7 separate regions of the Mus musculus genome follow, and regions 2, 3, 4, 5, 6 and 7 are each linked to region 1. A link is a contact called in public HiCAR-type, HiChIP or PLAC-seq, capture Hi-C and promoter capture Hi-C data. All regions are on one chromosome and are shown on one strand. Each heading gives the region's core, a stretch centred on a gene start, on an enhancer-like site or on the middle of the called end of the contact. The rest is flanking DNA. Distances are from core to core; before and after follow the strand shown.

Region 1 (3,496 bases), core at 499-2,998:
GACATAATTTCCCACACCCAGACTTGGGGCTCCGGGAGGCCTGGTGTCTTAGTCAGGATTTCTATTCCTGCACAAACATCATGACCAAGAAGCAGTTGGGGAGGAAAGGGTTTATTCAGCTTACATTTCCACATTGCTGTTCATCACTGAAAGAAGTCAGGACTGGAACTCAAGCAGGTCAGGAAGCAGGAGCTGATGAAGAGGCCATGAAGGGCTGTTCCTTACTGGCTTGCTTCCCCTGGCTTGCTCAGCCTGCCCTCTTATAGAACCCAAGACACCCAGCCCAGGGATGGTCCCACCCGCAAGGGGCCTTTCCCCTTTTGTGCTGTTTTACTCCACAATATGCTTATCATTTTCCGACTAACTTGTGGATCCTGAGCATCAGAATGAGGTTACCTGGGGCTGGAGAGATGACTCAGCAGTTAAGAGCACCAACTGCTCTTCCAGAGGTCCTGAGTTCAATTCCCAGCAACCACAAGGTGGCTCACAACAGTCTATAGTGGGATCCAATGCCCTCTTCTGGTGTGACTGAAGAGAGAGAGCGACAGTATACTCACATATATAAAATGAATAAATAAATCTTTTTTAAAAGATGAGGTTACCCTTAGTGGAGTTGTGTTTTAAATGTAAGGTACTAAAACAAAAAAATAGAAGACATCTCAATAATTTTCATACTACATTCTGAAACAGTATATATTGGGCTACGTAAGTATACTATGGATTCATTGCCTCCTTAAAAAAAAAAAAACTAGAAGCAAACCATTTAAAAACAATCATATGTCTGTCTTGCATTATACTGCTAGTGAACATTATGATCTAGATCCTATACACTCCCCACAGAGCAGAGAGAAAACACTCACACCCTCTGTCTGTCTGGCTGTCCATACCCTTTGCAACCTGCCCCAAATGCTTAATGTTTTGACTCCTCCCATAAACCAGCCTAACTCGACAGCACCTGCTGTTTATCTTGCATAGCTATTTGTCACCTTTCGGTGTTTGCTCTACCCTCCTCTTTCCTGGAGTGTCCTTTGAGGCATTTCCAATGTGCATGACCTATCCTTTTTCACAGTGGACCTGTTTAGTGTCCCCAGCCTCCCTCAGTCTTCACAGAGCCATTTGTATCTTACATAGAAAATGTTTCTATCCCCAAAGTACCTTATACCTGAATCGTTTCCTACCTCGTAGTTTTATGTGCCAGCTCAACTGTGCAACATGACTCACGCTTCCCGGGTAACTAAGGTCCAGGCCCCCACTGCCAGAAGAGTAGATGAAGCATCAACAGCCCTGGGAGAAGTTCACACCGGAGGATTTCAGGAGCCGCAGCAGCTGCGCCTGCGCACCGCCCACTGACCACGCGGAGGGCGGGTGGAGCATAGAGCGAGAGAGGAGGAGACAGTTCGGTCGCGTCAGCCCGGCCCACAGCGTCCAGTATAAAGTTAGCCGCCCACAGTCCATCGCTGTATCCCCGAAGGGGCTAAGATCGCCCAAAATGTCATCCAAGTCTATGGTTCTGGGTTACTGGGATATCCGCGGGGTGAGTGGTCCCTCGCCAGCCCAGCCTCTGGGACAGAGAGGTGCAGGCGGCCGGGCGGGGGTCAGGGGCCGGTGGGCCGATCTCCAGCCTACCTATGGGGTCCCCAGGACTGTGGGTAGAGGAATAAGGTACTGGAAGTTCCCGGGCGTGAGCGAAGGGGCTGCCTAAGGACAATTTCCCTGGACAGGACGCAGGAGCTTGGCAGCGTTGGGTTGGGGACATTGACGGAGGGGGCCTGCGAGCAAGTGGGCACTGCGCAGGCGCGCTGACCGGGGTCTTTCTCCATCCCCTGCTTTTAGCTGGCTCATGCTATCCGCATGCTTCTGGAGTTTACTGATACCAGCTATGAGGAGAAACGGTACATCTGTGGGGAAGGTAATGAATGTCTGTGGGTGCGCTACAGTTGTTTTTTACCCAGAGGGTTGTACCACACCAAGATGGTGTGGGACCCCCTGCTCCTGTAAGCTGGGAACTTTGCCAAGAGAGGCCCATAGAGTTATCTCTTGCTGTTCAGGCCCATCTTTGCAGAAACTCAAGGGTTAGTTTTTGGGGATTGGGAACTTGAGATAACAGGTCTAAGTCTCAGCTAGGTCGGTAACGGGCTTGGGTCCCACTTCTCTCTTACAGCTCCTGACTATGATAGAAGCCAATGGCTGGACGTGAAATTCAAGCTAGATCTGGACTTTCCTAACGTAGGTGGTTTTGGAGGAGTGGGCAGAAGGGAAGGCCTTCAAGTGTATCTGTTTTCACTTCATCTCTGGCTTGGGAGCATCTAGATAGAGACTCTTCACGTTTATAGAATGGATAGAATTCAAGGGTCATTGAACAGAACTGAGAATAACATTTTATTTCCTACTAACGTCTGAGAAACACTAATATTCTCCTCTTAAAGGCAGGCTATAAGAGACATGAGTTGATAGCCAGGTCTGTGACTTTATCACTGATAGATTCCAGGTATTTTCATGGTATCCTAAATGTATCCTCATGTGTCCTGGTTGTTAAAACACCTATTTTTTTTTTAAATGTATCCATAATCACCCTACTTTTACATACTTTAAGGTATAAAATATTTACATTTTGCTTTTTAAACGTCTATATGCCACACATACATTCACAGTGACACACAGGATTAAGCACCCTTGTCTAGAGTCAGGTGAGGACCCAGTGCTACTTTCTATTTATTTAGTTATTTCTCCTGGCTTCTACTCTCACACACCTTGCAAGTCTTCTCTTTTCCAGAGGAGTGGCGGTCCTGGAGGACTAGGTTCACATTAACTTTCCCCTTCTAGCTGCCCTACCTCATGGACGGGAAGAACAAGATCACCCAGAGTAACGCCATCCTGAGATACATCGCACGCAAGCACAACATGTGTGAGTGGGCTGAAGGGGATAGGAGGGAGGAGGCAGTTGGCTCACCTGGAGGTTGGCAATCCTGAGGGTGATTTGTTGCCATCTGGCTGCAGGTGGTGACACTGAAGAAGAAAAGATACGAGTAGACATCATGGAGAACCAGATCATGGACTTCCGCATGCAGCTGGTTCGCCTCTGCTACAATTCTAACCACGTAAGTTTCCTCATCTGGAATCACCTTTGTTGGGTTTCAGGCCAAAGTGCTAAGGATTATTCTGCTCGCTTCTATGGTTGCCATCTTTCTATCAACCCAAACTGGAAGGATTAGAAACAGACTCTATTTTTTGGTGTGGTTTGTCCTGTAAGTCTGGTGTTAGCTCCTCCTCCTTTCCAAAGCCCCAGCTCTCCATCCTGCCTTCTCCAATTAAAGGCAGAAAGAAGCTGCCTAGAGTGTGTCCATCACTGGTCCAGGCCCTGACTATAGCTATTGGGGGAAGGGGCCAGTGTGTGTAGAAGTCCAAAGACTTCTACATTAATGTGGGACCTGGGAATCAAACTCTATTCACCCCCATTGAGCCATGTGTTGACCCAACAATAGCTATTGCTTTTCTT
Region 2 (3,033 bases), core at 171-2,670, 490 kb after region 1:
ACCCAGAGTTTATGCAGAGGAACCAATGAACTCGATAAGATAAGCTTACTTACAGAGCAGTGGGTTAGGGGTGTAGGCACGGATGACCTTGAAGCAGCTCTGGTGACTTCCCTAAGGAGACTTCCCCTTGCCTCTTCCCACTTCTATCCTCTAGCCCCTTCCCCCAAACCATCTGCAGTTAGGACAGAATTGCATACAGCTGGTTGAGAGGGACGGCTGCATACTCAGGTGAAGGTCCCGTGACCTTCTGTCCCACCTCCTCCTTCTATGACGGAAGGTAAACCGTCCACAGGCCCAGCTGTGATGGTCTTTCCGAAGCAGGCGCAACAGAACTCCTGAAGATGCTTGCAGATGTTTGCAGATGTCTCAGAGGATGGTCCTAGAGTAGAGTGGCACAGGCCTTTAGTCCCAGCACTTGGGAGGTAGGGGCAGGAGGGTCGGGACTTCAAGGTCATCCTTGGCTATATGGTGAATTCAAAGGCCAGCATGAGCTACACTAGTCTCTGTCTCAGAAAATAGCAAAAAACAAAGGGAAAAGAAACAGATGGTGTGTGTGTGTGTGTGTGTGTGTGTATCAGTGAATGGAGAGGAGTGGTCTGGTCATAGCCAGTCAACAACATTCACAACAGCAAAGGCTTCTTTCCAACCTGAAGCAAGCCTAGGGTAGAAGGTGGTAGTGACTGTGCTCTAAGGATGCGCCAGACCATGCTATTTGCTGAACTTTTACAGGCCCACCATTAAAGTGCACACATCTCCAGCATCCTGGCGAAGAAATAAATTCTTCACACGAACAAGATCTTTAGCAATAGGTAATCCTTTTGCACTTAGGGAGCACAGCTCTGACATCTTTTATTATTATTACTACTTACTGTTTGCCTGGAAGAATGACTTCTTTGTTATTTATTTAAACTCTTAAATAGCTGCTCATACTCATCGTTTGGGGGTTGGGGTTGAAGCAGGAAGAAAAAAATGCCAGATATCTCAGAGAAGTGGCCTTATGCTAAATGAAGAAATCTTGTGGCTCCAGTGCTGGAGAGATGGTCTATTTGGTGGTCTCTGCAAGTACGCGAGAAACCCAGCAAGGAAACCCAGTCTCAGATGCTGGAATCCAGGAGGTGGGGGAAGAGGCGGGGCTCCAAGCCTACATTGGTTCGACAGTTCTCCCCTTGTCTGACTCGCGGTTAGAAGGAGGCGCTCCGGTACACGCCACCGCGCACTCACGGCTCCTCCCGCCGTTCCGCTGTAGCCCCCTACCCTTTTTGGGAAGTGCCCTTTGGTCCAAGGGACAATCTTCTCCGGCTGACATCCCGACTGCTCCCGACTCAGCCCTGCCCCCTTGGACTCACCAATCGCTGTGCGTTTGTGGCGGGACTGGGTGGAGCCTAAGAAATTCGAACGAAGCTCCGCCCCTCGGGAGCCCTTTCCCGGGAACTGGGAGATTGTAGAAGAAAAGCTTCCTGCGTAGACTGTGAAGCGAGGTGGGGAGTGGAAACCGAGTGTGCGCTGGAGGTGTGGCGGGGATGTGGTGCCGCGGAGTGGAAAATGGGTGGGGTAGGGGGGGAGCGAAATTTCGGATAATAGTAAGGATGGAGGTGAAGACTGACCGACTGAGGAGAGGCCAGGGCGCAAGTTGGCGGATTGCACATCAGGTGTCGAGCTTTCTGCACCTTTCCCTAATATAACGGACTAGTTTCAGGGACACGTGCTGATCCTGCTTTACCACCACCATGCCTCTTCACCCCAGCTAATGCACTCCGAGTCTTGATGGGGCCCTAAGGCAGGATGATAGACACCTGAGGTAGGCATGTTTTCTTTCAGGTCTAAGCCGACTCGCTTATGCTGGCTGAGCATGGAGGATCTGAAAGAGGGTAAGGAAGCCATGGAGGGAGGAACGGGCCCCTGAGAGTCTGTCTGTCAAGAACTGATAGCTGGCATTTATTCTTCTCATCCCTTCAGATATCAAGTTCATTGTGGACGAGACCTTGGACTTCGGAGGGCTGTCTCCATCTGACAGGTACCAGCCTATTTATCCATTTATTATTTTCCTCCGGCAATACATCTGTAACCCTTTACTGCTAACTTATGGGCCTCTAGAACCGTGGTTGGTAATCTAGCAGAGTATGGTACCCTCTGATGGCAGTAGTCTGGTAGAATTGGGCCTCTAGAACACATGCTGGTGAGAACAGAGAAGCTGTAGGGAAATTTAGGGGTAAATGTAAATGAAAGATGAATGTCCCTGGGCATGTTGAGGCATGCCCTGCAAACCACCCCCACACTCCTAGGATAGACTAGAGTGCAGAGAGGGGGAGGGAGAGAGGGAAAGAGAGACAGAGAGAGAGAGAGAGAAGGCAGGAGGGATTTTGAATTTGAGATCATTCTGTGCTATAGAGTTGAGACATTGTCTCAGAAAATGGGAGTAGAACTAAGTTTTCCTCACCTAAAAGCAGTTCTCATGGCCAAAATGGAGTCAGGGTTGGGGATTGTCCCCGACTCGCCGACAGGAATGCCTTCTGCTAGCTGTTGTCCAGCATGGTGCCATATTTGTTTTTCAGTCATGAGGAAGAAGACATAACAGTATTAGTGAGTCCAGAGAAACCACTTCGACGGGGCCTCGCCCATCGGAGTAACCCAAATGAAGTAGCTCCCGCCCTCCAGGGTGTGCGGTTTAGCTTGGGCCCGCTCAGCCCAGAGAAGCTGGAAGAGATTCTTGATGAAGCCAACCGCCTGGCGGCTCAGCTGGAGGAGTGTGCCCTGAAAGATCGGGAGAGGGCTGGTACAGGCCCTGGAAGGCCCAGCCCCAGAGGGAAACCCAGTCCTCGGCGGGAGACCTTCGTCCTGAAGGATAGCCCTGTCCGAGATCTGCTGCCCACCGTGAGTTCTTGGAGCACCCCACCTCCAAGCAGCCTAGCTGGGCTCCGGAGCAGTGATAAAAAGGGGTCAGCCAGGGCTGTCCGGGTGGCATCCGGAAAGAAGCCCTCCAGCATAAAGAAGGTGAGTGTGGAGAGTGGACATGCGTGCGTACACCTAGACAAG
Region 3 (3,028 bases), core at 182-2,681, 390 kb after region 1:
GCCCCCTTTTTCCCCTCCGTAACTGGTCACATGCTACTGTAACTGACTGCCTTGTGATCTAATCCATACTTGACACGAATTAAAAATAAGTTGTGCTTAAAAATAAATAATGTGGCGTTTATATTTCTGGAAAGAAAACACACTCATCAGTTTTTATCTTGTTCAGTGGCTCAGAAACTGGAGGGCTTTTCTGTTGATTTGCCATCCTGTTCCGCTTTCCAGAGCTTCACAGCTCCCTTCTTACTGTGGTTTTGGGGAGAGGAAAAACTCCCGAGTACGTAAATAGTTTTGTTTGTACTATTCCGTGTGCATACTCGGGTAGGCCTGCCGTTTGAGTTTACTGTTAAAGTTAAAAGTAACTTCCAATGGCTTCCACTCTGGTATAACATTTTGCATACTTTGTATCTTTTTATCTGGCTTCCTGAGTTCCGACTGAACAACTTGAAATGTTGGGAAGAGGTGGAGTGAAGTTAAGGATTTAGAACTGGTTTTACCAGCACTGCATGTTCTAAAAGTTGTGTGAGCAGCTTCTGCGGTGTAGGGAACAGTGGGGAGGTTATTTGCTGGAGGTGGGTATTCATTTAGGAGGCATCATATTCAGTGAGGGAATTGGTGTGATGCACTTACTGCAGGGCTAAGGGTGCTTTAGGTAACTAAAATCAGAATGTGACTGTACTAAAATGATAATATATAAAGTGGGCTTTAGGCAATTCTCTTCCCGTATACCTACACTTGGTGGCAAAGCTACCTACATTTCCAAGTCCGCAGAAGCCAAAAAGTACTTTCGCCTCTTGACTACCTCCCTGCAGATGAGGAAGGTGACTGAGGCCAAACATGTTGGAAAGACTTCTGCGGCTTCCATGAGACACGGGTGTAATGATGTTCATCTGCCCCATAGGATTTTCGCATTCACCTTCTTGGCTCCTTCAGCAGACAATGGGCGAGCCAGCGAGCCGGGGTTAAAATCCTAATGTACCAGTTTATGTCGGAGCCCCTTTTCCAACTGAGAGTAGTAGTTCAGGGATTCCCTGGCTTTCCCAGGCGCGGTTTCCACCGAAGGAAATTTTTAGGAGCGTTTGGAGGGGGGTTGGGAGGAGGGTGGAGAAGGCGGCAACGTGACCCAACCCTAACCCGAGGGTCTCCGGAAGCGCCGCCAACCTGCAGGCTGAGCGGGGAGGGGAGAGGGGTAACCCCTAGGCCAACTCCGGGAGCCCAGCCCGCAGACGCCGAGCGACGGTGGAGAATGACCTCAGCCGTCCCTGCCACGTTCCAGCCAATCAGTCCCGCATCTTGGCATCCGAATCCAGGACCCCCGAAGCCGGAGGCGACGCGAGCCAATGAGGAGTGGGCCGGGAAAGAAGGACAGGCGGCCAGCCTATTGGGGAGGAGAGGCCCGGCTGCGCGTATCCAAGCAGCGCGGGGCCGAGCTCGGGGGTGTGGCGCAGCGCCGGCGGGGGTGGGCGGGCGCGCCGGGTGGCAGGTGTCAGCGGCGTCTGCATTCGGCAGCGATGGAGCGGCCCCGGGGAGCTGCGGACGGCCTTTTGCGCTGGCCCCTCGGCCTCCTCCTGCTCCTTCAACTGCTGCCTCCTGCCGCCGTCGGCCAGGACCGGCTGGACGCGCCGCCGCCGCCCGCGCCTCCTCTGCTGCGCTGGGCCGGTCCGGTCGGGGTGAGCTGGGGGCTGCGCGCCGCCGCGCCCGGGGGCCCCGTCCCCCGCGCTGGCCGTTGGCGCCGCGGCGCGCCCGCCGAGGACCAAGACTGCGGCCGCCTCCCGGACTTCATCGCCAAGCTGACCAACAATACGCACCAGGTGAGCGCGCGAGGCCCGGGCGCCCGCCCCGGTTGGGTCGCCCCTCCGGGCCCGCGGCCCCAGGCGGCCGCTCCGCTCCCATTGCACGCTTCGAGGCTAGCGCGAGACCCCGGTTGCGGAGGGCGGCGAGGCGCGGGGGCGGCGGGGGCCGGGGTGGCTGCGGCCCGTGGGGCTGTGTGTCGTCATAGCCGAGGCAATCCGAGACTTTGACTCGCTGCATTCTTTGCTTCTGCTTCTTAAGTTGTCAGAATCTCCCGGTCATCCCCCCCCCCCCCCAACCCCCACCCCGAATATAGAACGCCGGGTCCACCAACGCTGGTACCTACCAGGAAGCTGGAGGCATAATTACCCCTTGAGTGATCGCAGAAGTTGGACAGCCCAGAAGCAGAGGTGTGCCCTCCCTGGGTCGGTACTTTTGAGGTTGACGTCCAGAAATCCCACAGCAGTTGTTAGGTCATGGCTTGTGTTTCCATAGTTAAAGGAACACTCATGGAAATGAAAATGACATTGAAACCCAACCGTGAAATGATATCTCCCCTGCTCCCTAAAATTAAAAACAAAAACAAGCAAACAAAAAACTGATTCAAGATGTTTCCTCAGGATGCAGGCTCAGAACCCTCTAACCTGACCCAAAACGACCTTGAGAGGTATTCCGAACCAAATTCCTGTGTGCAGAACCCAGAGAACAGAAAACGGCCTCTAGGACCTAGATTAGAAGCAATTGCAGAACAGCTCGGATCATCCAGAAGTTCCATTAAATGGCTTTACAGAGTGGCCAACTGTCCCAAACAAGAGTCTGGTTTGTAACCAGTCAGCCCCCTCTTTCTGCATACTACAGGATCTTTAAATCCCTTTGCTCCAGACCCATTCTGGAGATTGGCTCCAGTGTGCTTTGTTTCCTTGTAAGTTGACCTATTAGGAGACTCTTTTTGCACAAGAACTGGTATTGGCTTCTGTGTGTGACCCGCAGCCAGCTGAGATCCTGTCATCTGTCTCATTCCTTCAAAATTGACTTATAACCTTGTGTTGAACCCTTACTGGGACACCTCTATCCTGTCCTAATTTCTAATAACTATGAAACATTCTGCAGATAGTCACTTTAAGCCTGCTCTTGTCAAGACTTTCAAAGATTTGGTGCTTCTGTTTTGGGCACAAGAGTCTGAACCTTGACACACTGCTGCATTGAGAAATTGTTAGGAAAGTCTTGGTTTCAGCAACTA
Region 4 (3,157 bases), core at 125-2,624, 330 kb after region 1:
GCTGGCTGCATCTCAAGGACCAGTGAAACAAGCCAGTATTCCCACTAGACCAGAGAAGGGGAAACTGAGGCCATGGGCCGGTGAATGTTTCAAGGTCACAGGGTAAATCTAATATTGAGCTATACTCTAGAATGCTGACAGGCATTTGATCCATGTTTGACTAATGTTGGAAACTAGTGTCCAGAGAAGTGACTTGTCCAAGGTCATAGAGCTGAGACAGGTAGCTCTAGGCCTGCAACCTACCATCCCTCCTTCCCGGCTCAATGTTCTGTTATGCCAGCTGTCACATTTTCTTCTGTCTTAATTGGTTTTTTTATGTAATCATTGGATTGGGAAACTGTTCATTCATCCATCCATTTCTTTACTCGGTTACAGTTTCCCAAATTGCTCCAGTGACTTCAGCTGGTAGTCTGTCTCCTGAGTCCACCCCAGGGATCATCCAGGTCCTAGAAGGTTCCAGGCAGGATGGTTTCTGTAACCCATTTCCTTTCCTGGTGCCTTTAGTAGTAGCGTTGTTCTCACTGCAAAGTGGACCTTACCCTCCTTGTCCTCCTCACCCCTCCCGCCACTGAAGAGTGGTATGTGCAGGATCAGAGTTCTGGAAAGGTTACACCCGGGTCTTCTCGTCCGAGTGAAATGTGAGCGCCCTGGGCAAAGGCGCCTTGCACATAGAAGGTCCGAATCCGGGACTCCGCATGCCGGGCTCCTCTCCCTCCTTCCACCGAGCGCTGGAGCAGCAACCCTGGTTCTCCCCTCCCCCGCCCACCTGTCGCCACCCCCCACCCTTCCGCGGTGGCTGGGCCCGCTGCATCTCCCCAGCCTCCTCCGGGGCCACATTGCTTCGGGTCCGCGTCACAATCCAGGCTCCCGAAATAGCCCGGGGTTAGGGCCGACTCACCCACTGGAGAACTTTGATGAAGCCCAGCGGCTCCTCCAGGCGCTGCCAGCGCAGCCCCAGGAGCAGGCGGTCCACCTGCGGAGACAAAGCCAGCAGACGGTCAAGGCGGGCCGGCCCGGAGGGAAAGCGTGGGGCTTTCTATTCACATTGCGGGGGCGGGAGAGACGGAATCAGACACATTCGGGACATCTAGGTAGACAGGGACTAGCGAGAGTCCACAGGCCGGGTACTCGGGGCTTACCTGCTGGCGCGGAGACTTGTCCGAGGTGCGGCCGGGGCTCTCCGTCGAGGACATGCTGGCGCGTCGGGGCGCAGTGCAAGGGTTCGACTCCCTGGCCGGGAGGCTGCGTGGGGCGCGGGGGCGCTGGGGGCGGCGGGCTCGAGGCCGTGGGCAGGCCGGGCTCCAGGCTGGCGGGCTGGGTCGTGGGGGCGCTGCTGCTCGCGCTCTCGGAGGCTCTGTCCGCCGCGCTGCCCCGCCGGCTGCAGAAAACCCCCGAGTCCGATTCAAACTTCTGTCAAACAATCTGGCGGACTTGGCAGCCGAGTCACGTGGCGTGCGATCGCGAACCCTGCTCCCGCCCCTTGCTCTCCCCTTTTTCCGCGCGTAGGGCGCCTTAAAGGGACCTGTGGAGCCTGCTAGCCGTCGGGCTGCCAGAAGGCTCCGGGGTTTTTGCCAGAAGCTTCCAGGATGGGTCCCCACTAGAACAGCCCAGCTGCTTCAACGCCACGGCCAAGGTCAGGAACCTACACGGGATGCGTGGGCTCTAGTGCAGCTTTCCCGATTTTCCTGGGTTCTGTGGAAGGGTTTTCTTCTACAAATACCGTAGTGACTAGAGCACACAAGATTTACCTAAGGCATTCTTAGTGCTTCTGCTGCTGTAACAACGGCGCTCCACCAGCCAGAACAAAGAACTGAACTTTTACTTCGCATCAGACACGGTCTTACTTTTTAACAACAAACAGCGTTTGGATGTTAATGAGTTTTAAAGTTATCAAACTTTAAAAAGTAAGAATTCGATCTCCTTTTAACCGCCAACACTATTTAAATGAGAATGAAGTCTCGGAGGAGCCGTGGGAGTGGAGATTAGCGTTTGTATTGAAAACTAGGCAGAGTTGCAGTTTGATTGACTTTGAATGGGCCTAATTTTCGAAAAGTGTTCTGCGGTAGCCGGAAGTGAGCAGTTGCTAGTATTACACATTAGGTTTACAAGGAGTGGAAATCTAGGTAGTTAAAGATGACTTCATTTACCCAAAGAAGCTGAATGAGCCAATGGGCGGGCCCAGGAGGAAACCAGCCTTCCTTCTTTGCTCTTAACTCTCGTCCATCAAAGTCATTTCTTTGATGATCTGCCACTATGCTTCCAGCATTTCAAAACCAATGCTTTTTGATTAAATGTTCTGCTGTTATTTATACAATCCAGCCATTGGATAAATGTCTTCCCAAACCTGGCCATGAGTGTGTGGGGAGGCAACCAGCTAAGGCTGGAGTTGAAGGAAACTTCTGCCATGGAATTACATGCAAATTTGGGCTAAATAAGGAATTGCTGAGTCCACAGATATGCCCGTAATAAATCATGGGGACAGGAGAAATGGTTCAGCAGTTAGGAACATTGCTTTCTCAGAAAACCATGGTTTGGCTCCTGGAACTCACATGGCACCTCACACACATCTGCAATTCCACTTCTAGGCTATTCATGGCCCCATTTGGCCCCTGGACACCAGGCTTACACATCAGATGCACATACACGCCTCAGGCAAACACTCACATACATAAAGTAAGGATCAATACATCTTTTAAAAGTTATTCTGCTGTCTTAGATTCCTGTTCTACAGTCATTTCTGTACTGAGGTGTATACACCCAAGCCACACAGATATGAAATAATATATATTACTGCTAGTCGGTGGTGGGACACACCTTTAATTCCAGCACTTGGGAGGCAGAGATAGGCTGATCTCTGAGTTTGAGGCCAGCCTGGTGAGTTCCAGATCAGGACAGACAGACACAGAGAAATCCTATCTTGAAAAACCAAATAATATTAATAATAATAAGATAACAATAAATAATACATATTACCAACATCTACTGACCAGCCTTGTTTGCCTCAAGTTCATTGCTCATCTGTCTTCTGTACCAGCCCCCCCCCCATTATACTGTACCTAGGAGAAGTACATAGACATTACACCATAATTTTTTCAAATTGTTTTAAACTTTATTCTATTAATATGCTGGTTTTTTGACTTGCTTTTATTTTGTGACA
Region 5 (3,120 bases), core at 164-2,663, 280 kb before region 1:
TAGAGATTTAAGATCTCATACATACGGCCTATAGGGGACTTCTAGGAATTACGAAAAAGAACAGTCCTGTCACTAAAGTCACAAGGAGGTTAAGCCTGAAGAAAGGAGCCTGAGGCTGCTATCTGAGCCAAATGAGGTTCTAGGACTTGAATGGATCTGTTCCCCTTGTTTCTCCCTTAGCCATAGGAGACACCTGCACTCTCCATCACTCTCCCACCATGAAACGGATTCCTGATAGCTCTGAGCACACAACTATCCTCTGTCCCAACCAACTTCACTTAAGCCTAGTACTAACTGGCTTGGCTGAGGACAGCTGCGGCGCGTCATCCCGAGAAACTTGACGTCTCTACTGAAACTACAGCAAGCCTAGCAGTCAGGACCCTGATCCTCAGCAAACCCAGAACCCTAAAGCAATGTGCCCAGACTGATGTGGGCCGACGACCAAAGTACTAACCCCTCCTTCCCTCTACAACAGGTAGAAAAGGCAGGAAGGCAGGCAGGCCAGAGCTTAGCCGGGTAGCCTGTCATGCTGGGGAAAGGGATTCTTGAGAGAACTGATCATTTTCAGGCCATATTTCTCAGAGAGAATCTCACATAGCCTAGGCTGAACTTGAACTATGTAGTCAAGACTGACCTAGAACTTCTGATTCGCCTGCTTCCACCTCTCAAGTGCTGAGAGTACACGTGTGTGTACCACTACCCAAGGCTTCTTTCCTACCAGGTAGGCACTCTAGTGCCTGTGCTGCATCCCCAGTCCCCAGAGCCTGCATCTACACACAAGGCAACACGGACAGTTTTGCTTTCTTTTAATGTAAACAGAATACACAAACACAATAAAAACCCCACCATGACACCAGAGATCACACAGAGTTTTGTATATTTACAGGTCATGGCAACCGAGAGGAAACCGGCACCTCTGGCTTCAGGAAGCCTCACTCCACCTTTGACCACATCCAAAACCAGGGTGCAGAGGCTGTGTGTCCATCACTTCTGGACAGAACTCAGCAGGATGCTGGGATGGCACGAGATAGTCCCAGAGCACAGCCAAGGTGCTGACTCTGTTCTTGGCCCTCAAGCGGACCCTCCTTCCTGACCAGCTGACATTGCCAAAGCTGCCCAGGAGTCTGTGGGACCTCACGATACAGCTGCTGTCGAGAAGGGATGCCAGGCCCGGCTCAGCTTTCCCCAGCCTAGGGCTAACTGTGAAATGAGTTTCAATCGATCATATCCAAGAGAGGAGGGTAGAAGCTGGGCAAGTGGAGGGAGAGTAGATCCCAGCTTGGAGATGACAGCTCCTGAGTAGGATGCTGGGAATCAACCAGAGGCTAACCTGGGTTCACTCACAGGCCCAGGGCAGGCTGTGGAGGACTCAATGGAGCTGTGCTGCCACCTGGAGGGGAACAGGAGCACTGCAGCAATGGTGAGGACAGTCCCTCAGGTATGAGACAGACAGATCATGGTCTTTTCCAGCCCTCTTCACTGCAGCAGCTCTTCCCAGGAAATGGGCTTAGAGAAGACCTCCCTCTCTAGCCATAGGTCATAGTTCATCTGGAAGTCCTCAGGAAGATCTACCCGCTGGCCCAATACGCTCTGCAGGCAATTGTCCACTGGCAAGAAGTCAGGGTTGCTGTGGGTCCGGTCATAGCGCCGGGCATTGAAGCGTTCAATGTTGGCACGGAGAGCACACTCCTCTGCCTGGAAGTCCCATGGCCGGGCATCAAGATCTGGGGCAAAGCAGAAAACTCGGTTAGGAGTCAGCCCTATAGCAGCTCCCCTTGAGTAGGAGCGTGATTTTAACCAGAAGATCATCTCCAAAGCCCATCCTCAGGAGAGGATAGTCAAATATAAGGAGAAAATCCTTAACTCTGAGAAAGAGACTTGTTCCCCCAAAACATGTCGACAGACAGGAGAGTCCTGGAAAACTCGTTTTTAAAGCACAGTCTCCCCTTGGTTCTAGATGACAGAGATAACTCCGAGACTCCATCATCTGCTCCTCCTCTCACCTCCATGACAAAATGTCATGCACCACCTTGAGCCCAGATGCCAGGCATAGTCACAGAGTGATGTGACTGCGACAGTGTAACACAGCAACACCAGGTAAACAACAGTTAGACTGGGAGGATGTAGATATCCAACAGTCTACAGAGGCCCAGGAACAGGAGGCAACATGGCTAGCGCTCAGGGACCAAGTGTAGTTTCCCTCTGTACCTGTACAGTCTATTCTCAGGCACAGAGGGCACACTGGAGAGCATGGGCATCTGTGGCTGCTGGGATCTGCAGAGCTCCTGAGAGCAATCCTCAGCTGGTACTGAGGTTTCATACTCTGTCCTGGAGTCTTGGGTGTGACAGAAGCTGGGTACCAGCACACAACGGGCTTGAAAAGAAAGCTGCAAACTCTGGGATCAGGCAAGTGAATGATTGCCCCTCCTGTCTTAATGTTTAACTTCATTCCTATGGGAACTAGAAAGCTAACAGGAATCTTACTCAGGGGCAACAGCATAGGATGGGTGTGTTGAAAAGATTACAGGAGCCAAATCTGAGGCCAACAGTGGGGAGAAACTAGAGGCAGAGCCGGTGAGGATCTATAGATTTAGGTAGCTGCAGTAGGGATAAAGAGGGGATGGAATCTTATGGCAATTTCTGGAAAAGACAGGATTTAGAGTGGAGGGACAGAGAAACAGATGAACACAGATACTGAGTAGCTTCCCAAAGTCTTGCCCAGAGCCACTAAAACTAGATCCCGGCCCTGCTCAGTGCCTAAGGGCAGAGAAAACTAAGGTACCACAGGCAAGGAGTCAAGTCATCCCTTGTCCTACCCTCTCCCACTCTTGCGGCGTCATATGTGGCCTCACCATTGCCGTACGCCCAGTCATCGTTCAGCCGGTGCCGCACCTTCTGGTAGATGGCAGACATCGTCTTCATGTTGCTCTTGCGCCACTGTCGCCCCAAATACTTGGTCTGCACCTTGAGCAACTTCAGCACGTAGAGCTGCATCATGGCCTGCTTCACCTTAAGGGCCCGCTTCAGGATGGGTGCCGACTTGAACACCACCAGCATCTGGGCGGCCATGGTGGCGGCCATGGTGAGAAAGCAGTAAGTGTGAGTGCCACTACATGGTCA
Region 6 (3,033 bases), core at 446-2,945, 300 kb before region 1:
TGGCAAAATACTAGTGATTCTCAAATACCCAGTCTATAGGTACATGACCCATTTTTATGACAAGAAAAATGAGGCACCTAGAGCAAAAGGCCCAGTGTTTAATCCAAGCTGCCTTGTTTAATTTGTTGATGGCATTGGTCTTGTGTCATACTTTCATCCTCCAAATTAAGCTGCTTGGTAACTTTGTTGATTAGATGCCCTGAAATGATACAACCTTCTAGACAGTCAACACTACCTCATTGACAATTATGGAAAACCTTTTATTAATAATCAGTTCAGCAGTGTCCACAGCTGAGAGCCAGTGGACTCCCCTCTGGTAGAGGCAGAGGGGAAAACCTCATTTTAAGCCAGGCTTCTCTAGCTGGAAATATCAGCCCCAGGTGCTCCCATCTCTGCCTAGCCTGCAGTCTGTGATTAGGGGCCCTAATGGCCATAATGCCTCCAATGTGGTGTTTAAGCCAATAAGGCTTCAGAAAAGTTACGGTATGTTTAATAATGGCTTAATGACTCCTTGTGAGATGCAAGGCTTCTGGTTCCTGTTTGGCCTTGATTTACAGCCCAACTCTGGCTGAGGACAGCCAAGAAACCTCCTCTAAGCCTCCAACGGAAGAGGGAGGTGTTCACACCAGGCCTCTTAGATTCCTTTTAAAAATGAGAATTCAAATAGAATACAAATGATGTTTGACTCCCTGCCCCTCTCGCTAATCTCCAGGGGTCCTAAAAATATAAATGTTTTAACCCGGACCTAAGGGATCTTTAAGCTCGGGTCCAAAGGACCTCTGGTATTTCTTCCCAGATCTTAGGCACAGTAAGGATTATTCAGTTTCAGAAAGGCTAAGCTATACCCTAATCCTAGGCTTCCTTTGGGTCGAGGAGACTCACCTTTGGGAGATGCAATCCTACCCTCGCTATGTCTAAAATAGCAAGCCTGAAGCAGTTAATTTGCAGTGGATCTGAGTGACATTCAGTTTATGCTGCTCAGAAGGACAATGACCCTTCTGCTCTTCCATAGCTGACCCAAAAAGCTACCTGGGCAGACCACTGTGAAACCTAGAGATCTCTCTGTCTGTTTTGGCCTGCCTGGGCTTTGGAACTCACCACCAAATGTAGATGGACCACAGTCAGCTGAAAACGCTAAGTGAGAGGTTCAAATCACAGATAATCAATGACAGTATTGAGGCCCAAGCTCCCAAGCCCCCTGCTGTTTCCACAGCATCCAGTCTCTAGGATGTCCAGGCAAAACAAGTGTCTAAGGGAGATGCCCTTGCTTTTTTCCAGCTACCAGCAAAAATAAACCGAGCAAGGTGAAGGGGAAACTCTACCACAGTAGAGGCCTCTCTTCTCAGACTGATGTCAGATCAGGCCTCAAAGAGAATGTTGGAGGAGGGATGGGGGAGGGTGCGGGGGTGGGGAGGATGTCTGCCCTCACCGTTTCACCTCCCCAGGGCCAAGAGCCACTAAGATGGATATCAGGACTTGAGGGTGCAGCTCAGAGCCAAGGACTCACCCGACTGCTAGACAAAAGGGATCCTGCCCTCGAAAGGAAGCAGCTTCCCTCTCTTCTCTTCCAACTGCTTGTGATACCAGACTCGGGGTGAATGGGGTGGGGTGGGGGTGTTCCTGGGCTCCGAGGGGTTAACCCGCACGGGGCCGCACGTGACGTGGATGGTTCCAGCATTAAGTCAGAGGCGCGGCCCCCTCTCCTGCCCCCCACCCCCCGCGGCGCGCGCCGCTCCCGGGGGCTCCGCGCCCCCGAGCCCAGGTCCCTCCCCCTTGGCTCACAGGCCGCGCGGGTTAGCGGGAGCCCCGGAGCTCCGGCGGCCTGTGAGCCCGAGCCGGCATGGACCCCGAGCGCTGCGCGCCTTTCTCCGTGGGGCCGGCGGCCGGTCCTTACGCGGCCGCGGGGGACGAGGCTCCGGGTCCCCAGGGGACTCCCGATGCTGCGCCTCACCTGCACCCCGCGCCACCCCGCGGTCCGCGCCTGAGCCGCTTCCCGGCCTGTGGGCCCCTGGAACCCTACCTCCCAGAGCCCGCCAAGCCGCCCGCCAAGTACCTGCAGGACCTCGGGCCAGGCCCGGTGCTCAACGGCGGCCACTTCTACGAGGGCTCCGCGGAAGGTAACACGCCGGGGGTCGGGGGTGGTGGTGGAACCCCATGTCGTTCTTATCCCCAGCCCTTCCTGGTCTCCCCGACTCTCCCGCTTTCTTGCTTCTTAACTTTGGGTACGTCTCGCATTTTCCACGATTCCCTCGCTAGATCGCTGCTGGCCTGGCCGGACAAGGCCAGGGCATTGGGGACCGCAGAATCGCCTGTGTCCCCGGCCGGCAGAGGCAATGGGAGGCGGGAGGTCAAAGGAGGGTGGAGTAGGGACGATCTTGGGCCCATTCCGACCCCCAAGGTGATTGAACCTGGGAGGAGAGATCGCGCTCATCCGGAGCCGAGCCTCTCTGCCACCGACCCAGAAGAGGGGACTGGGTGGAGGGCCCCGGAGCCTAACTGGGCCCCAAAGCTGGGAGAGAAGAGTTCTGCTTTTGTGCATGGCGCCCGCTGAGGGCGTAGAGGCTGGGCCTCGACTTAGTGGCCAAACTGGACTCAGCGAGGGAAAGGCTGTGTCCTGGACTTACCCAGCTCTCATCCTCGGGCCCAGCCTCTGCAGGAAAAGGTTTTCTGATGCCGTTAAGTCGCTCCGCAGAGTGGCGGTGGCTGCTCCCCCTCAGAACTGGGACTGTCTTCAAGATCAAATAACTATGTTCTTGTTTCTCAGATTAACTTGGCCTCCCCGTCGCCACGGGGATGGCTACCCTTCTTGCAGTTGGCATCTCGGCACCGAATCATCACCGCTGAGCCGTCGGAAGCGGTCCCGAACTATCCTAAATCCCAGGGCGCATCCCACTCCGGGGACCGTGCCCTGTGTGCTAAGGCGGGTCGGACCGTACCATTATCTGAGAATGCGCCTGAGTGGCAGGGCCTGCCAAGACTCTTTTGCCGCCCACTGTACTCGCTGACCCACGAGTGGCTCAGCACCCACGCCCA
Region 7 (3,027 bases), core at 63-2,562, 300 kb after region 1:
TGCCAGGACACCAAATGGGACATCTCACTTCGGATCTTGCTGGAAATGATGAAGCCCAAGCCTAGGACAGCACAGAGGATGGCCATGGTCTGCCCTGCCCAGTGGAGTCGAATCCGGGTTTTTCGAGAGCAGAAGAAGAACAGGGAGTGCTCAGGTGAGAAGAGTAGAATAGCTTCAGCCATGCAGAGACAGAACTGTAATCATAAGGAAAGGCCAGTGAGCCTCTAGTCTACATGGAGCGCAAGGAAAAGGAGGTCTTCTCACACATTCAGAAGGACACGGGGAAGCTAAGGACTTGCAGCCTCACACACATCCTTTCTGGACCACAGAACAGCAAACATTCTACTGAGAACTTTCTACTGAGTTCTGAGGACAAAGCCTTGATAAACATCCTTCTTGCGTCTTCCTTTTAGGCACTAGAGGAGAAATATCTTCTGTTCCCCCTTTCCCTGACCTTCTCAGCCACCTGACACTTTACTCCACTTTCCCCAATCCTATAGGTTTTAGGGAAAGATGAAGCCCTCTTTAAACCCATCTCTCTGACCCTTAGGCTGAAAAACTGAATGTCTCCCCAAGAGTTAATCTAAGAATATCCGAACTCACCGCCAAGGCCATGAACACAGGGTGCCAGGAGAAAAGACCTAAGTAAGAATCAAAGAGAATAGGCTGACGGCTGGGCTTCACTGATACTGTCCCGTGGTTTGTAAATGACAAAGACCGGGCCACAAGGTCAGCATATCATCTTAAACCTAAACAAGAATCAGGAGCTCACCACAAAGGGAGGAGTCAAGGGGCCCTTACACCCCCTTGGCCTGGGGATTGCACTTGCTGCAGCCCAGTCCCTAGAGTACCTTAGCCTGCCCAGGACCCTCTAACGCTTTTCCATGTAGGGCCTCCTAAGGAAGTATCAGTTCTGTCTTTTCAAGCCCCACCCTCCCTGGACTTCCGGGAACCCGCCTACTACGCTTTTACAACCACTCCCGGACCCGCCCCTCCTCAGCTGAGGGTCCAGGTTTCCAGTCTCCCAGTGCGCCCAAAGCGGCCCCTCCAGCGCCTAGGCTCCGCCCCTTCTTTGGCCCCGCCCCACCTCGCCTCGCACACTCACTGGTTCCGGGCCGGGACAGCACAGTCAGAAAGATGGTGAAGCCCAAAGCTATCAGGTGCGCCAAGATCCCACTGCCTCTCCGCAGCCAGCGGGTCAGTCTCGGCTCCCTCGCTGGAGCGGGAACCAGACCTACCTCCATGGAATGCATAGCAGTGCCAGGCCGGCCGGCACAATCCAGCTACCAGAGGCTTCTTCCGGGTTTGCTATCGCGGAGGCGGCGGCGGCTACAGGAGAGGCTCCTCCCCGGGGAAGCTGCGGGGCCGTGTGGCGGAGGTGCCCACAGCGCCCTCTGTAGAGTGGGGGGGAAGCGCCTCGGCCCCAAAGGGCGGCTCCCGGAAACCTCCACTGACCTAATCGAGCTCCCAACCCACCTTCATTCTATCTTTGTGTCTATAAGGGTATCTCAAGAGGTCTGCGAAAATTACATCGGTAGCAACTGATACCAGCGAAATCCCAAATCACACACTTGATTCGCTGACCCAAGAGCATGAAACCAGTGTTCTGAGCAGCTTTCTAGAAGTACTGGATTCCCTGGACTGCTTACTTCTCAGACATTTCTGGCTTGTTCAAGAGACAAGATTTCTCCCTGTATTAACATAAATGAAAAGCCAAAACCTAGTGATCTAATCTGATGACTTCAGGTATGAAAACCAAAAGAAGCAATCTCATCATCCCTGCTTACAGGCGTAGTTGCTCCCCATCCCCTCCCTCCCACGCTGCCCCCTCAAAATATTCCAGATCCATGGGGCACTTTCAGCCTTTGCTGCCGCCACAGTAGAACCAGAGCTTTCCACAACCCCAAGTTCTGCTACACTATTACCTCCAAAAAGGTATGACCCAACCTAAAGAGTTCTATATGGGAGAAGCTTTACTCCGTTCAGGGCAAACTCACAGAAGAGACCAGAATGAGCTGTCCAGTGGGTAGGGAAATGGCTCTGTGGTTAAGAGTGCATATTCCTCTTGCTCAGGGGGCTCACAGCTGACTGTAACTAGCTACAGGGGGATCCCACACGTCTCGCCTCCGCAGGCATCACATGCGCATACCCACACACAGACACCATAATTAAAAAAAAAAAAAAAAAAAAAGCTGTCCAGCACTTCTAGAGCAGTGATCGCCAAGCTCAACCTCTGCATGGCTGAGGAACTAAGGCTGGTTTTAAGACATGGGAAGGGCAAGAACAGCCATTTGTAGAGGGATGGAAGCCCAGAGTAGCTAGAAAACCAGAAAGGGGCCATAAGCTAACTCCCACAAACCCTCAGGACAAAAACCCAAGGATGGCGTCAGGTGTGAGACCCCTTCCCTCTCAGTTCTTTCCCAGTGGAACCATAGTTGTCGCTCTTAAGCCTCTGGGGTGCCTGCTCACTCAGCGTCATATGCCTTATCATCCTCTCTGAGAAGATTCCCAGGGATGCCAGCTCCAGGTTTCTGTGTGCAGTGTGTGTGTGCTGGGGTGTACACTGCCTGTCATCCCAGCCTCTCGGGTTGGAGCTGCGGAGAGTAAGGACACTCACTCATTTGGCTACATCAGTTTCCATCCTTTTCTATGTTTCTGGTTTTTATATTTTCTTAGCAGCAACAGAACAGGGAGACAGTCTTGAGGTATTTTAAAGAGTTTTTTTTTTTTCTTAAAAAAAATAATATAAAGTTATAAAAAGCGGCAGCAGCCTGGGGCCCAGATCTGGAGGGGAGGAGGTGCTGGCGGCTCCGTTGCAGTGGGCAGGCACTTTCTCGTTAATGAGCTTTTGACTGCAGGGAGACAAGAGGTAAGAGACAGGGTCAGGCTAGGGGCCTACCTGTTATCCTTCCCATTGAACATCTGGGCTAACCCTTGGATTCCTTCAGCTGGCCTAATAAATACAACCGAGTAAGGGAAAAGGAATGGCAGCCTAACAGAGGACTGGGTAATGAAGCTGGAGAACAC

What was found. Promoter capture Hi-C pulls out the DNA fragments that hold promoters and counts their contacts. HiCAR-type assays count read pairs that join an accessible place to other places. HiChIP or PLAC-seq counts read pairs in DNA pulled down with a chosen protein or histone mark. Capture Hi-C pulls out chosen DNA fragments and counts their contacts.
Region 2: a contact with region 1 is called in a promoter capture Hi-C map of erythroid cells, with 13 times the contacts expected there. The contact joins the promoter of Psrc1 here to the promoter of 4933431E20Rik in region 1. A contact is called at or near these places in 6 of 39 promoter capture datasets (the 3T3-L1 cell line, cranial neural crest, erythroid cells and 3 more) and 1 of 115 datasets of contacts at active chromatin or transcription factors (pancreatic cancer cells).
Region 3: a contact with region 1 is called in an H3K4me3 HiChIP or PLAC-seq map of bone marrow-derived macrophages, with 4 times the contacts expected there. The contact joins the promoter of Sort1 here to the promoter of 4933431E20Rik in region 1. A contact is called at or near these places in 2 of 39 promoter capture datasets (the C10 cell line and cranial neural crest), 2 of 115 datasets of contacts at active chromatin or transcription factors (bone marrow-derived macrophages and pancreatic cancer cells) and 2 of 9 other capture datasets (adipose tissue and liver).
Region 4: a contact with region 1 is called in a promoter capture Hi-C map of liver. The contact joins the promoter of Sypl2 here to the promoter of 4933431E20Rik in region 1. A contact is called at or near these places in 6 of 39 promoter capture datasets (the C10 cell line, cranial neural crest, erythroid cells and 3 more), 1 of 484 Hi-C or Micro-C datasets (CD4 T cells) and 4 of 9 other capture datasets (adipose tissue, embryonic stem cells, liver and 1 more).
Region 5: a HiCAR-type map of kidney shows a contact between it and region 1, with 3 times the contacts expected there. The contact joins the enhancer-like site here to the promoter of 4933431E20Rik in region 1. A contact is called at or near these places in 16 of 39 promoter capture datasets (the 3T3-L1 cell line, the C10 cell line, the HPC-7 cell line and 10 more), 1 of 15 datasets of contacts at CTCF or cohesin (the NIH/3T3 cell line), 1 of 484 Hi-C or Micro-C datasets (bone marrow-derived macrophages), 4 of 115 datasets of contacts at active chromatin or transcription factors (embryonic stem cells, kidney, large pre-B cells and 1 more) and 4 of 9 other capture datasets (adipose tissue, embryonic stem cells, liver and 1 more).
Region 6: a capture Hi-C map of macrophages shows a contact between it and region 1, with 4 times the contacts expected there. The contact joins the promoter of Alx3 here to the promoter of 4933431E20Rik in region 1. A contact is called at or near these places in 15 of 39 promoter capture datasets (the 3T3-L1 cell line, 3T3-L1-derived adipocytes, the C10 cell line and 9 more), 1 of 15 datasets of contacts at CTCF or cohesin (large pre-B cells), 1 of 484 Hi-C or Micro-C datasets (bone marrow-derived macrophages), 3 of 115 datasets of contacts at active chromatin or transcription factors (embryonic stem cells, neural tube and stem cell-derived neural progenitor cells) and 4 of 9 other capture datasets (adipose tissue, liver, macrophages and 1 more).
Region 7: a contact with region 1 is called in a promoter capture Hi-C map of erythroid cells, with 6 times the contacts expected there. The contact joins the promoter of Cyb561d1 here to the promoter of 4933431E20Rik in region 1. A contact is called at or near these places in 10 of 39 promoter capture datasets (the 3T3-L1 cell line, the C10 cell line, cranial neural crest and 5 more), 1 of 115 datasets of contacts at active chromatin or transcription factors (pancreatic cancer cells) and 4 of 9 other capture datasets (adipose tissue, liver, macrophages and 1 more).

The regions. Positions count from the first base shown.
Region 1 is chr3:107,894,465-107,897,960 of GRCm38.p6, forward strand. It overlaps 4933431E20Rik (RIKEN cDNA 4933431E20 gene), which reads right to left and starts at 1,749. Exons shown (of 3, transcript NR_015459.1): 1 at 1,179-1,749. Gstm5 (glutathione S-transferase, mu 5) reads left to right here and starts at 1,390. Exons shown (of 8, transcript NM_010360.2): 1 at 1,390-1,534; 2 at 1,834-1,909; 3 at 2,162-2,226; 4 at 2,824-2,905; 5 at 2,998-3,098. The coding sequence starts at 1,490.
Region 2 is chr3:108,382,418-108,385,450 of GRCm38.p6, forward strand. Psrc1 (proline/serine-rich coiled-coil 1) reads left to right here and starts at 1,421. Exons shown (of 8, transcript NM_019976.3): 1 at 1,421-1,509; 2 at 1,819-1,868; 3 at 1,957-2,014; 4 at 2,553-2,991. The coding sequence starts at 1,850. It overlaps Gm12522 (predicted gene 12522), which reads right to left and starts at 1,324. Exons shown (of 3, transcript NR_040560.1): 1 at 870-1,324; 2 at 54-379.
Region 3 is chr3:108,282,633-108,285,660 of GRCm38.p6, forward strand. Sort1 (sortilin 1) reads left to right here and starts at 1,432. Exons shown (of 20, transcript NM_019972.3): 1 at 1,432-1,808. The coding sequence starts at 1,509.
Region 4 is chr3:108,225,225-108,228,381 of GRCm38.p6, forward strand. It overlaps Sypl2 (synaptophysin-like 2), which reads right to left and starts at 1,375. Exons shown (of 6, transcript NM_008596.1): 1 at 1,140-1,375; 2 at 899-973. The coding sequence starts at 1,193.
Region 5 is chr3:107,611,743-107,614,862 of GRCm38.p6, forward strand. Strip1 (striatin interacting protein 1) reads right to left here. Exons shown (of 21, transcript NM_153563.2): 20 at 2,853-3,057; 21 at 790-1,724. The coding sequence ends at 1,477. Among named protein-coding and RNA genes, the nearest start is that of Alx3, 18 kb to the left of the region's middle. Within about 2 kb of position 1,414, at least 17 of the 459 cell types and tissues checked have an H3K27ac peak or open chromatin away from gene starts, as enhancers often do. A contact at or near this core is called in kidney, where this site is marked.
Region 6 is chr3:107,593,336-107,596,368 of GRCm38.p6, forward strand. It overlaps Alx3 (aristaless-like homeobox 3), which reads left to right and starts at 1,696. Exons shown (of 4, transcript NM_007441.3): 1 at 1,696-2,117. The coding sequence starts at 1,841.
Region 7 is chr3:108,199,522-108,202,548 of GRCm38.p6, forward strand. It overlaps Cyb561d1 (cytochrome b-561 domain containing 1), which reads right to left and starts at 1,313. Exons shown (of 3, transcript NM_001081320.2): 1 at 1,106-1,313; 2 at 604-641; 3 at 1-194. The coding sequence starts at 1,253. Atxn7l2 (ataxin 7-like 2) reads right to left here. Exons shown (of 11, transcript NM_001289545.1): 11 at 2,707-2,852. The coding sequence ends at 2,838.